Regions from separate parts of the Hordeum vulgare genome. Here region 2 is linked to region 1. Evidence: chromatin contacts called from public Hi-C data. All regions are on one chromosome and are shown on one strand. Each heading gives the region's core, a stretch centred on a gene start, on an enhancer-like site or on the middle of the called end of the contact. The rest is flanking DNA. Distances are from core to core; before and after follow the strand shown.

Region 1 (6,354 bases), core at 653-3,152:
TGATGATTTTAGACTTAGAAGAAACATATTTCGTACATCAGAGCTTTTGGTCCATATGTACGAGAAAGTGACCGAAAACTCGTAGCTCGCGAGCTTAATGAACACTCCGTAGCTCAGCTCGTTAAGCTCGTAGCTCGCTTCTTAATAAACAGAGCCAATCCTAAGTTTCATTTCATTAAATTAATGAGCTTAATGAATGAGCTAACGAGTTTTACAAGCAACTCGTTAATACAACATAACACATATTTTTTATGTTAAATGACAATATTTCTTGACACGTCAATCCATCTATTATATCTAATGAATCCAACCTAACCCCACATAAGACTATAACTAGCATACCTCCTCACGTAGCCACTATCTTTCATCATAAAAAACACATCCGAGTTTTTTACTCGTTAAGCTTAACAAATCGAGTACCCGCGAGTGCTCACGAGCTTAACGAGCTTTTAGTGAATAGAGCCGATCAAAGTTTTTTGATCGTTAAACTTAACAAATCGAGTCTTAACGAGCATGAGGTTTAACGAGCCGACTAGCTCGTTAATCCATCCCTACTTTCTTGTGTGGCCAACCAACAGCACGCCAATTTTTTGACAGACAAATCAGCCGCCGGGCCTCGCCAAAGAATTGGTCACGGGTTGAACGACAAGGGCAGTTGGGCTTCAGGCGAGCCAAATTATTATAGATGATCTAAATGGTAATTAGCGTTCTAGTCAACGCCAAAATTTTGGATTGGCGGACGGTGGCACCGATCCAAACAGCCCCTACGGCACCCGCCACACCTAATCTCAGTATGGGCTTCTAAAACTTGCTAAAATTCAGGCAAAAGTATAGCGTGTACCTTTGAATCAAAATTTAAAACATATGTCGAGAAAAAAAAATTATGTATGATGTTAACCGTTGGCTGTCTTATGGACGATCGGTTTCTTCCTTAACTCATCTTTTTTTTTCCACGGGATCGGAAGCACTTTCCGTAACTGATGGGTGGAGTGTCTTGTGGAGGGACATGCAGCATGCATGCACCTCTTTCTACCTCTCTTGGTGCCTCGGGCGGTCAGGCCTCCGCTAGAACACACGCACAAGGAGACTAGTACAACGCGGTAGTCTTCGTCCATCATGCCGGCATGATCGATAGATTTTTTTATTTTATTTTTTTTGCGTTCATGATCGATAGGATTTGACGATTATCTGATGAGTGTTGAGTATTCCGGTCCGGTAGACGTGGGAGACAGAGAACGAGAATTTCAGTAATTTGGACGAATAATATAATGTACTCGTACTATCCTAGCTTGGGAACTTGACCAGTTTCGAGTCGAGGAGATCGACAGAGTGCATACGTAGTAATACTAAAGAAGGGGCAGCTACGGAGTTTCAGTTTGGAGTGGCTACCGCTCCAAACTACTTTCGATGTCACGTAAATTTTTTTAGTTAGCACAATGTTGAGCCCAAATTTAGTACTCTTTCTGTAAAGAAACATAAAAACATTTAAATCATTGAAATAGTGATTTGAACATTCTTATATTTTTTACGGAGGGAGTACCCGATTTTATAGCTACCTGTGTGCACATGGCGAGATTTGGTTTTCAAGATTGATCCAGAGGGCCTTTTCCAACGACACCGACCAAATAACTGGTAGTTTATGATTTGGGAAAGAAGATGGAGAACGGGAGGAAGATGATGAGATGAAGACGTGCTTTTTCTAGAGAGGAAGACGATGAGATGGTGGCGTGTTTCTGTGAGTGAGTCAAGGAAATAATTTAGGAAGCAATTCATGCTTGGCTTCTGTTCGTGCTTTTCTTTTCTAGACAAACTTCCGTTTGTGCTTGTGTATGACTTCAAGGGTATGGGCCCCTGCTCGTGCTGGGCCCTAGTCCGTCGCACTCGTCGCCATGGCCCATGGCCGGCCCTGCTCCTATCTCGCTCTTACTGCCGCAGATTGTCAACTTTCGGCCATGGAGCTTCTCCTGCTAGCCAGTACAGATAACGAGCAATAGAACCAATAATAGCGCAGCTCCTCACATTTCATTTTTTTCCTGTTTTCATTTTCTTGTTAAAAAATCCAAAAAAAAAAATCATCCTGAAATTTGTTTATAAGTTCAAAAATTAATTTGTCTTTAAAAAATTGTTCGTGTTTCCAGAAACTGTTTGTATTTTTCAAAAGAAATATTCGTTTTTATGGAAAATTATAGGGATTTTAAAAAATCATGTTCATAAAAAAATTAACATTTTACAAACCTGTGAACAATTTTTGGTATAAATAAAAATAATAATTAAACGCTAAGATTTTAAATTCTTAACCAAATTTAGAATTGCGAATAATTTTTGAAATCGGGAATATTTTTGAAACTCCTGAATAAATTCAAAAACCGAAATGTTTTTAAATTTGGAAACAACTTGTGAAACACAGGAATGTTTTTTTAGAAAGGCAAACAATTTTTGAAATCATGAATGTTTTTCGAATTTCTTTTAGAAAAATGAAAATATGACCATTTTTTGAACTTCTGAACAATTTTTGAAAAGCATGAAATTTTATACGTTACCATATGTTTTTGAATTTGTGTATAATATTTGAAAGAAAGATTGTTTTTAAGTTTTAAATATTTTATGATAAATATGAAACTTTTTTTAAATTTACAAATATTTTCCAAAATATAGGAACATTTAAAAAAAAATTAAACTTGAAAAAGGAAAAAATAAAAAATTCTAAAGTGAAGAAAAAGGACAGAAAATAAAAAAGAAATGGAAAAACTAAAAAGATACAAAAGTAAGGGAAAAGAAAACAACCAGAAAACCAGTAAAATCCGGTCCAAGAACCTTCTAGAAGGTTGTCAAAACCAGTCACATTGTCCACGAACTTCCTAAAAACATATTTTGTCAATCTCACTTGGAGCTACAATGGGCCGACTCAGTTACTTGTCCGCTCCTTCGCTTCTATGCGTTTCTGTGGCAAGTTGACACAACGTGTGTCACAAATACAATAAGAAGATCTCCACGTTAGCCCAACCTAACATGGTGTCCAAAAGCCGTCATCATCACACTTGCTTCACGTGAAAATACAATCTAGTTGGTGGAGTGGATCGCATGGGCCTAATTGCTACTCTAGGCCCATAATAATGGAACCGAAAAAGGTGATAATAGATGATCCATTGAAAGACTTTCTAGCCATGGACTCCATGGACCCTGGTATTTTGAACAAAATTTAAAAACCATATATCCAAGTTCTATAAAAACTATTTTTGTGGAAACTAACATGCACCGAACAGAGCACCTCAGGGAGGCGATGTTAGCTTGGGTTAGAAGTGTTTCGATGTCCGGTGTTCTCTCCGAGTAATGAAGAAGATAGCACAGGGCGGTTCATTGACCTCGCGGTTTGCATACTGACAAAGGCGACCCAAATAAGAGGTTGACAAAGGCCACCCAAATAAGAGGTTGAGAATCTGGCCGAGTCTGAGTCCAACCACCATACCCATGCTGAGTTAGGTAGTTAAATGGGTTCTCTCACAGGCCAAATCTCTAATTCCATAGCAAGCGGCCCGCTGATCCCGTTCGTTGCATGCACTCGTCATTCATGTTGTATGAGCTGGTTCTAGTAACTGACACTCATTTCACTCCTAAACAACTCGTCAAACATTTAATTATGTTACGAGGGACATATGCTTTGTTATTGTAATGTATTTGTTATATTCGCTTGACTACTACTTTTAATTAATTCAACATCATTTTAATGTGTTGTGTGTATGTGGATGAATGTTAAAATTAGAATTTATATATCTCATGCAATCTGATGTTCCAATCCAGGTGTACCATGCTATAATATCATCAATTCGGCATGTATTAGTACCGGTGGCGGGTGGAACAAAGTGCCCACTATTGCTACATCAAATTTTCTGTGGCGAACGATCCTAGGCGCTAGCAATTGCTCTTGCGCTACTAGTGATAGGCGCGTAGTGCATGTTAACAGTGGCAGGAGGTGAGTGACACACGCCCATAAGAGTCTTATCCGTCATTGCTAGACATTTCTGCAGTAGTGTACATGCTTTAGTATATGAATATAAAGTACCAAATTTAAGATACATAGTTGTGGACATGGCAATTTGAGAATTATCCGGTCATTTCCATGGACGTATAGCCACGGGTGGATCTAGGCCCAAGTCGGCCGAGGCCATTGCCTCGGACATAGTAATTTTGCTGAGGGCATTCCCTATTTGGTGCCGCAGGCCCCCGTTACTTGTTATTTTTGTTTTTTGGGGAAAACCAAGGCTTTATTCACTCAAATACCATAGTTTGTGGGATACAAAATGGATCATGTGGGGTCGACATCCACATATGTCGCTCCTGATCCAGGGAGTGAGCAAACTTGGCTAGTTTATCGGTGTTATGGTTTGTCGCTCTACTTTCAAAAGAGAATATACAAGAAAATTGGGTAGCCTAAGATTTGTCTCAGAGATGATAGCTCCATATCTCGAACTGCTATGACGGTGGATGTCACCAATGACCTGCTTGGAATTAGAGGCGATTATGAAGCTGTGGACGAGGTCAGCGGCGAGGGAGAGCCCTTCCGTATATGCTATAGGTTCCAGAGTCGGTACGTCGGTGATGTCGTTGATAACAAGCGCCGAGCTACCCAAGAAGTTTCATGTCCCATCCCTACACACAGCCGCCGCAACTCCCTTTGTGTGAACCTACGAAATTGCAGCCTCAACATGGATCTTAACATATTCCAAAGGTGGTGCTTCTGGTTTTACAACAACCGGTTTTGGAACTGGTTGCTTCTTCCTCCCCTGACTTGGAAGCAGTTCGAGCTCATGAATGAACCTCGAGATGAACTGGTGGGTTACAGCCGGACTCTCCAATATCTGTTCGTGAATCGCCTTCCGTCGCTCCCACCATATAGCCCATAGAGTGATCGATAACGAGATGAAAGCTTCATGAGATAGGGAATCTATCATGGTGAAGAGCCAGCTTTTAGCATCCGGTTCAGTCGCCTCACGTAGATATCGAGCACTCGAGCAGAGAATGTCACCAAGAATCGGTTGCCCCACACAGCCCGCAATCGCTCGATGTCGCCATGTTCGTGTGAGCCCGAACATCTTCTGTTGGGATAGAATTCTTAGCAAGCCTCCATAGAAACATCCTAATCTTCCCAGCAACATGGGTATGCCAAAGTTTCTTCCATGAATCAGCGTCTCTGCCCGAGCTTGACGAACCTGATGGTCCATCCAGCCATGCCCGCCCTACGGTATTTGGTTTCTGTCATCACTCGGTAAGCGGATCTAACCGAGAAGCATCATTTCTTCTAAAGAACATGTCCACGAGTCCGAGATGTTGCTGGTGCACAATGGAATTTTCAGTATCGCAGTAACGTCAATGGGGAGACACACTTCTTCCAACATGGTTATATTCCATGCGTCTGAGTGGCGTCGATCAGTTCAACAACCATCTTGGGGGGGTATTAGTAGGAGTATCATAGGGCCTCATCATCTCCTTGCGGGGTATCCAATTATCTTGCTAGATATGAGTAGAATTACCATTGACAATGGTTCTGATCAGACCTTGCTTCAAGGTATCTCGGCCTTCGATGATGGATCTCCAAACCAGGCTCAGTGGGAACCTAGCTCGACAGAGAGGATGGAAGACTCGGGGAAATACACACTTTTGAGTATGCGAGCACTGAGCGACTCACGGTGTTGTAGGATCCTCCAGGATTGTTTAGCTAAAAGAGCTAAATTGAATAATTCAAAATCCTTGAACCCCAAACCCCCCATGCTCTTTGGTTGTGTCATCACTTCCCAAGAGACCCAATTAGGCTTGCGCTTTCCATCTTTGCTTCCCAACCAGAATTTTCGGATGGGCATATCCAAATGTTCACACGATCCTCTTGGCAGCTTGAAGCAGGACATCGAAAAAACCGCCACTCCGTGTGCCACAAATTTAACTAAAACCTCCTTTCCAGCTGACGACATGGACTTCTCAATCCAGCCTTGGACTTTGCTCCATAGATAATATTTCAAGTACTTAAACGCACCATTATTTGAAGATCCCACATCAGAGGGCATCCCAAGGTATTTTGCACTTAAGGTTTCATTGGGAACTTGAAGCGGAGCCTTTACCTCAAGTTTTGTACTCTCAGGGCACTTCTTGCTGAAGAAAATCGATGACTTATCATGATTAATCCTCTGTCCCGAAGCTTGACAGTAAGTGTTCAATTTTCGATGAACCTCATTCGCCCCATCTGCACTACCTTAAAAAAAGCAGGCTGTCATCAGGGAATAATAAGTGATTTACAGGTGGTGCAAAGGCTGCCACTTGTATCCCACCCAGATTGGATGACACACCAATAGATTTTAGGAGGCA
Region 2 (6,390 bases), core at 3,145-5,644, 940 kb before region 1:
AAACAATATGCATAGAAGATGAGCAAATGAGACAAAGACATGATGAATTTTCTCCTCATTACAATACAACACTTCTTAATGACATCCCACACACGCTTGGCCAAGTTATTGAAAAATCTAGTTGATGATAAGAAAAGAACAATGTTTGTCGGTAGTATGTAATTGTGCATCCTTGTTGCAAAGGCCGGGTGTTAGAAAAAAACAAGCAATGCAACGGTCTGCTAAGAAATTGCTCTTTTAGTTTTAGAATTTATTAATTTTGTCAAGATTAATCTTAATGAACCTAATTATGCTAGGATATATACGGGATGATAGGGTAGAAGAGACTATATTTGACAGGCTGCCCCTTCAACCTAAACCTTCAAGGATTGACATATACCCTTATCTCCTCCTGTTTGCATTTTCAGTTTGGAAATGTGGTACAACGCCATATTGGTCCTCCTGACTGGGAATATGTTATGACCGGTACAACGTACCAACGGAGGAGGCCCAATGGGCAGGGTGAATTACGGGCTTAGCCCAAGTTATCTTACCTATCTTGGAGTCCAAGTTATATTAAAGTCCAAGTTATATTAGAGTCCAAGTTAGAGTCTAAGTTATCTAGGGTTTAGTGGAGGTTGTCCTCCTATATAAACACATGTATCCCTTCGATATTAAGCAGACAATAAACAGTATATTCTGTTGTCGTCTCCCTCAGGAGACGAGAGCCCCAAACCCTAGCCGCCTCTCTCTCTCTCTCTCACGCCGCGACGGCGCCCAACCGCCGGCGCTGGCGTCCCCAACCTCGCAGCCCGCACTTCCACCCCTACAACCTACGTCCGAGACCTGGTAGAACCCTAACCTCTACCAATTTGGTATCATGTGCATTCGCTCCGGGCCATCTTTCGCCTTCATCGACGACATTCGCGGGCCTTCTTCGACGGCATCGTTCGCCTCCACGGTTTTCCGTCGTCCATCGTCAGCGATCGTGATCCCGTGTTCACGGGACATGTCTGGCGGGATCTCTTTCGACTGGTGGGCGTGAAGCTCTGCATCAGCACGGCGTTCCACCCTCAGACAGACGGCCAATCCGAGGTGGTCAACAAGGTGATCGCCATGTACCTGCGCTGTGTTACTAGTGATCGTCCACGAGCTTGGGTGGACTGGTTGGCGTGGGCGGAGTATTGCTACAACACCTCCTATCACTCCGCCATGCGCACCACGCCTTTCGAGGTGGTCTACGAGCGCCCACCTCCGGCGATGCTCCCTTACGAGCCTGGGACGGCTCAGTCCAAGACGGCGGGCGACTTACTCCGCACCCGCGAAGACATTCTGGCTGAGGCACACCAGCGTCTTCTCCAAGCACAGCAGCTGGCTCGGAAGTACTGCGATGCTCATCATCGCGAGGCGGAGTTCGCGATGGGCGATTGGGTGTGGCTGCGCCTCCTCCACAGGACCACGCAGTCTCTAGACCCGCGCTCCAAGCGCAAATTGGGACCTCGCTACGCCGGTCCCTTTCGTGTGCTGGAGTGTGTCGGCACACTCGCATACCGCTTGGAGCTGCCAGTTGGTTCTCGCCTCCACGACGTCTTCCATGTCGGCTTACTGAAGGCCTACCACGGGGACCCTCCTGCAGCGACGCCGGCCCTTCCTCCTACTTCGGATGGCTGCCTCCTTCCAGCTTCCGCACAGGTGGTGAAGGTGCTGCAGGCGCAGCAGCGTCGCGGCATGTCTTGGTACAGTAGACCGGCCTGCCAGAGGAGGAAGCGACTTGGGAGAAGCTCGACGATTTCCGCCAGCAGTTTCCAGATGTTCAGCTCAAGGACGAGCTGTTTGAGAAGGCGGGGAGAGATGTTATGACCGGTACAACGTACCAACGGAGGAGGCCCAATGGGCAGGGTTAATTACGGGTTTAGCCCAAGTTATCTTACCTATCTTAGAGTCCAAGTTATATTAGAGTTCAAGTTAGAGTCCAAGTTATCTAGGGTTTAGTGGAAGTTGTCCTCCTATATAAACACATGTACCCCTTCGATATTAAGCAGACAATTCTGTTGTCGTCTCCCTCAGGAGACGAGAGCCCCAAACCCTAGCCGCCTCTCTCTCTCTCACGCCGCGACGGCGCCCAACCGCCGGCGCCGGCGTCCCCAACCTCGCAGCCCGCACTTCCACCCCTACAACCTACGTCCGAGACCTGGTAAAACCCTAACCTCTACCAGAATATGAAGAATGCACAGATTGCACTCGACCCTCTTTCAATATGGTAACATGCATACTAATTCATGAATATCATGCAGTTGCGCTTGATCATACATTGTTGTTGACATTAGTTCCACATGATCTAGCTACCCATGGAATTATCTTATGTTCTTACTGTCACATGCAAATACATTAAGTAATTAATCATTGTTGAACGTTTTGTATTTGTGAGATACGTAGCCTTAACATCAATGGATGGGAGCTGATGATTTCAGTCGGATTTTTGGGTGCAACAGGGTGTATATAACTTCTTGATCATCGGCCTGTCGTTCATTAATTAGCTGCTCTTTTGGTTAAGTCATGATCATTTCTCAAAACAAAACAAAACAAAAGCAAAATCATGACGCAGCTATGATTGTTACAGAGTTAAAGTGGCAAATGAGCTCGGTACTGGCAGTGCGAGGAGGGCCAAGTTCGCCATCGCCAATGTGGTCGTCACTTCCTTCTTCATCGAATTTGTATTGTTTGTATTCTTCCTTGTCTTCTGCGGAAACATCGCGTACATGTTTACCGAGATCCGAGCGGTAGCTGACGCGGTGGCGGACCTTTCACCTCTCCTGGCATTCTCTATTCTGCTGAACAGTGTTCAACCAGTGCTATCAGGTTAGCTTCACCGTTTTATTGTTCCTAAGGTAGACTCACACGATCGACTGTTGGTATAGGCCTGTTTTCGATCTAAAGTAACATCACCCTCTTGCTTGACTACCTGCAGGCGTTGCTGTTGGTGCCGGCTGGCAAGGTGTGGTCGCTTATGTTAACATCACATCCTACTACTTGATTGGCATCCCACTTGGGGTAGTACTTGGTTATGTTGTAGGATTTCAAGTAAAGGTAATTACAAAGATAATCAGCCCCTCACACCATTACCTTGGTGTGTCATCTTCTCCCTGATTTGTGTTTGTAACTGAATGTTAAAATTCTCAGGGCATTTGGACCGTGATGCTGGTGGGAACACTGGTCCAAACTGTTGTACTTGTGTTCATAACACTTGGGACAGACTGGCAAAAACAGGTACTCATCAGATAATGCATATGTAGTAACACTGATCATTTGTTTGCTCTTCACTTTGTTGCGTTAGTCTTTCGATCGATACTCATCAGATAATGCATATGTGTAACGCTAGAACTAGAAGGCACTGATATACTACTGTACTAAATTATGTGTGTGTTTAAAGTTTTAACCCCCAATCTTCTTTTTGCAGGTAAATATTGCTCATGCGAGACTGAAGAGATGGTACATGGACGAGGACACAAGATTGCAAGGTTCAGCTGGAAAGTAGCCCGTCCTGATAATCATTCAGACCTTCTACCAGCATCTCAAGAACAAATCAGCACAAACAACTTCAGCACAAGCGTATGATTTGTTTGATTTTTCTTTTATGTAATAGGAGTAACAAACATGGTGTTGCGCTGAGGTGATGTGCGTGAGCTCAAAATCTGCCTCTGCTCCGTGAACAAACGAATTTCGCACGATGGGATTCCACCCAAATTCAAAAGAAATTCCTTACTGGGCATGCATCATAATCTGCAATTGGCAATTGCAGGTTTGGAATGGAGCAATGTAAACTGCTAAAGAAAAGTTTGCAGAATTTGTACAGAGTTGATTGAACTAACAGGACGGTGTTACGGCAACAACCTACTTGGTCTGGTTGGTTTCGATTCTCCGGCCAGCCCAGTTCATGGCCCGGGGGCTAAGCTAAGCTGGGCGAGCCGACACGCGATGTCCCCTCCGGCGGCGGAGGCGCCCACCTCCGCCGCGGCCACTCGCAGCCCCTCGAGCCTGTCAGCGATGCCGTCCAGGGCTGCAAGCGCTGTCGTGACCGGGGAGATGGCGCCGCAGACCGCGGCGCAGGAGGCCTCATCGAGGAAGCAGAGAGCGAACTCATCGCCGGAGCCTTGCTCCGCCCAGGAGAGCGTGGACCCGTCCAGCCTCTCGAAGGCGTCGCCCGCGAGGATTGGGTACGCGAAGACGATACGCTGGGACTGGTGGGGCTGCTTGTCGGGACCGGAGTACATGACGAGGGAGTGGCCCTGCGGGCGGAGGACCCGGACGGCGGCGTAGGCGGCGCCGAGGCTGCACCACTGGCCGTCGCCGCCGCCGCCGCGGTGGAAGAACTGGACGGGGTAGGAAGAGTCGGTGGCCATTGGACCGATCGATCGATGGGGAGAGGAGGAAGCCCTATGCTATTTTTGAGGAAAGAGAAAGCCCTTTGCCTCAGGGTCGCCTGCAGAGAGCCGTTGCTGGGCCGGCCCAGCACCGCCACAGTAAACCACTTGGTGAGGATGCCGTGCTGACGTCATCCGTAATTTCCTTATTTTCTTCACGCTGTTGTTTACTTTCTTTATTTATTTCTTTTACTATTACTTAATTATATTTTGAAATTTTATAAATATATATTACGAAAAAAAATTACGTAAAATTTGAAAATGTTAAACGTAGAAAGGTCATTTTATGCGTCACGCTATCCCACGTTCAGTCTCGTCTCCATCATTACAACACATGTATTGGAGCTCATGTTACATAAATATTTAAATTTACAATAAGAATTGTGTTGCAGATTTTTCTTTTTGTATTCACCTTTTTGAAACGTAGATGATGTTGCAATCGATTTTTTACAAAGAAATATGATGTCGCAGCAACATTGTCGTTGTTGTTGTTGTCGTCGTTTACAACTCCATCGTTGTTGCAGAAACTCGTAGCATGCCCAATGCCTCAAGATGGTAGGTACCTAGCTCGTAGCATGACCAAGAACTCACAGCACCTCACTGGTTATTAAATGACACAACATTTGCATCTTTTTCAAATAATTGTTTTCTTTTTTAACTAAATTTAACCTCTCGATAAGAAGGTCGATTAGAATTTCTGGTTCACGTACCTTCTAGATAAAAACATCTATGTCACATTGGTCGGCATAATTGTCATAAACACTAAATAATACAAATAGTTATAAAATAAAATATACCATGTTCGAATCATAGGCCGCACGAGGGCCGACATGGACAGATACCAAAACCATCGCACTATATAATAACAAACAACAATAAAAGTAAGAAATTTATACAAGCATCTATTTATATCATTCAAGTAAGCTTTTTTTTCTTTTAAAAAGAAGATAAGAACAAGAGGATCACCACGCTGGTGTCGGCGACGAGATCGGCGCCGTCGATCAACGATGGTAAGGACGGAGACAGGACAGCATCCTACACATGTGCAGACTTTAAGAAGTTAATCTGAGCTCAAATTATGCATCTAAATCAAAAAAAACTCTCACATACACTCCTACACTAAAACCCACAAACCACTCTACTTTTAGAGAATTTGAAATGAGTTAAACTAGCAGTGAGAGATGAAAAGATGAAGTAGCTAATCTTTTAGAACACTTGTGTAGTTTGTGCACCGTCAAACCTAGACAAATCTTGAGAAAAATGAAGCTTGGAAGCCGAGCTTGGAGAGGAAAAAGATTAAGTGTGGCTCGGGCATTTCATCAACCATCCCGTGTGCGTGCATAGAACGGTGGCAAGAGCAGGGCATGCACACCTCTTACATGGCCAAAAATAGAGGAGATGGTGGAAGGGCGAGGGTATATATAGGCATCTCTTTGGTCCCGGTTGGTGGCCAGAACCGGAACAGAAGACTAACGGTCATGTCCCAGGAGCGAGGACCACTGGCCGTCCCCGCGGAGGCTGCACCACTCGCTGTCGCCGCCGCCGACGCAGTGGAAGAATCGGACGAGGTAGGAAGAGTGGGTGGCCATTGGACCGATCGATCGATGGGAGAGGAGGAAGCCCTATGCTATTTTTGAGGAAAGAGAAAGCCCTTTGCCTCAAGGTCGCGTGCAGAGAGCCGTTTCTGGGCCGACCCAGCACCGCTACAGTAACCACATGGTGGGGATGCCGTGCTGACGTCACCCGTTTACTTTTTTCACATTGTTGTTTACTTTTTTATTTAATTCTTTTACTATTACTTACTATTTATATTTTTTGAAATTTTATAAATATATATTAGAAAAAACATTTTACATAAAATTTTGAAAATATTAAATGTCTGTAAAAAGAATTGTGTTACGCTTCGATCGAAGGATCTTTCTAAAAGATCTGCCGCCTTAGCATCCGTTAGATCTAACACCATCCCACGTCTAGCCCCCGTCTCGGTCAC

What was found. Hi-C and Micro-C count contacts between places; a contact is called where the count stands out from the background.
Region 2: a contact with region 1 is called in a Hi-C map of leaf, with 2.8 times the contacts expected there. The contact joins the promoter of LOC123446242 here to the enhancer-like site in region 1. A contact is called at or near these places in 2 of 6 Hi-C or Micro-C datasets (leaf and seedling).

The regions. Positions count from the first base shown.
Region 1 is chr4H:127,239,004-127,245,357 of MorexV3_pseudomolecules_assembly, reverse strand. No RefSeq gene overlaps it. Among protein-coding and RNA genes, the nearest start is that of LOC123446240, 50 kb to the right of the region's middle. Within about 2 kb of position 1,902, at least 2 of the 3 cell types and tissues checked have open chromatin away from gene starts, as enhancers often do. A contact at or near this core is called in leaf, where this site is marked.
Region 2 is chr4H:128,178,819-128,185,208 of MorexV3_pseudomolecules_assembly, reverse strand. It overlaps LOC123446242, which reads right to left and starts at 4,394. Exons shown (of 2, transcript XM_045122917.1): 1 at 3,875-4,394; 2 at 3,698-3,759. The coding sequence starts at 4,379. The coding sequence ends at 3,912.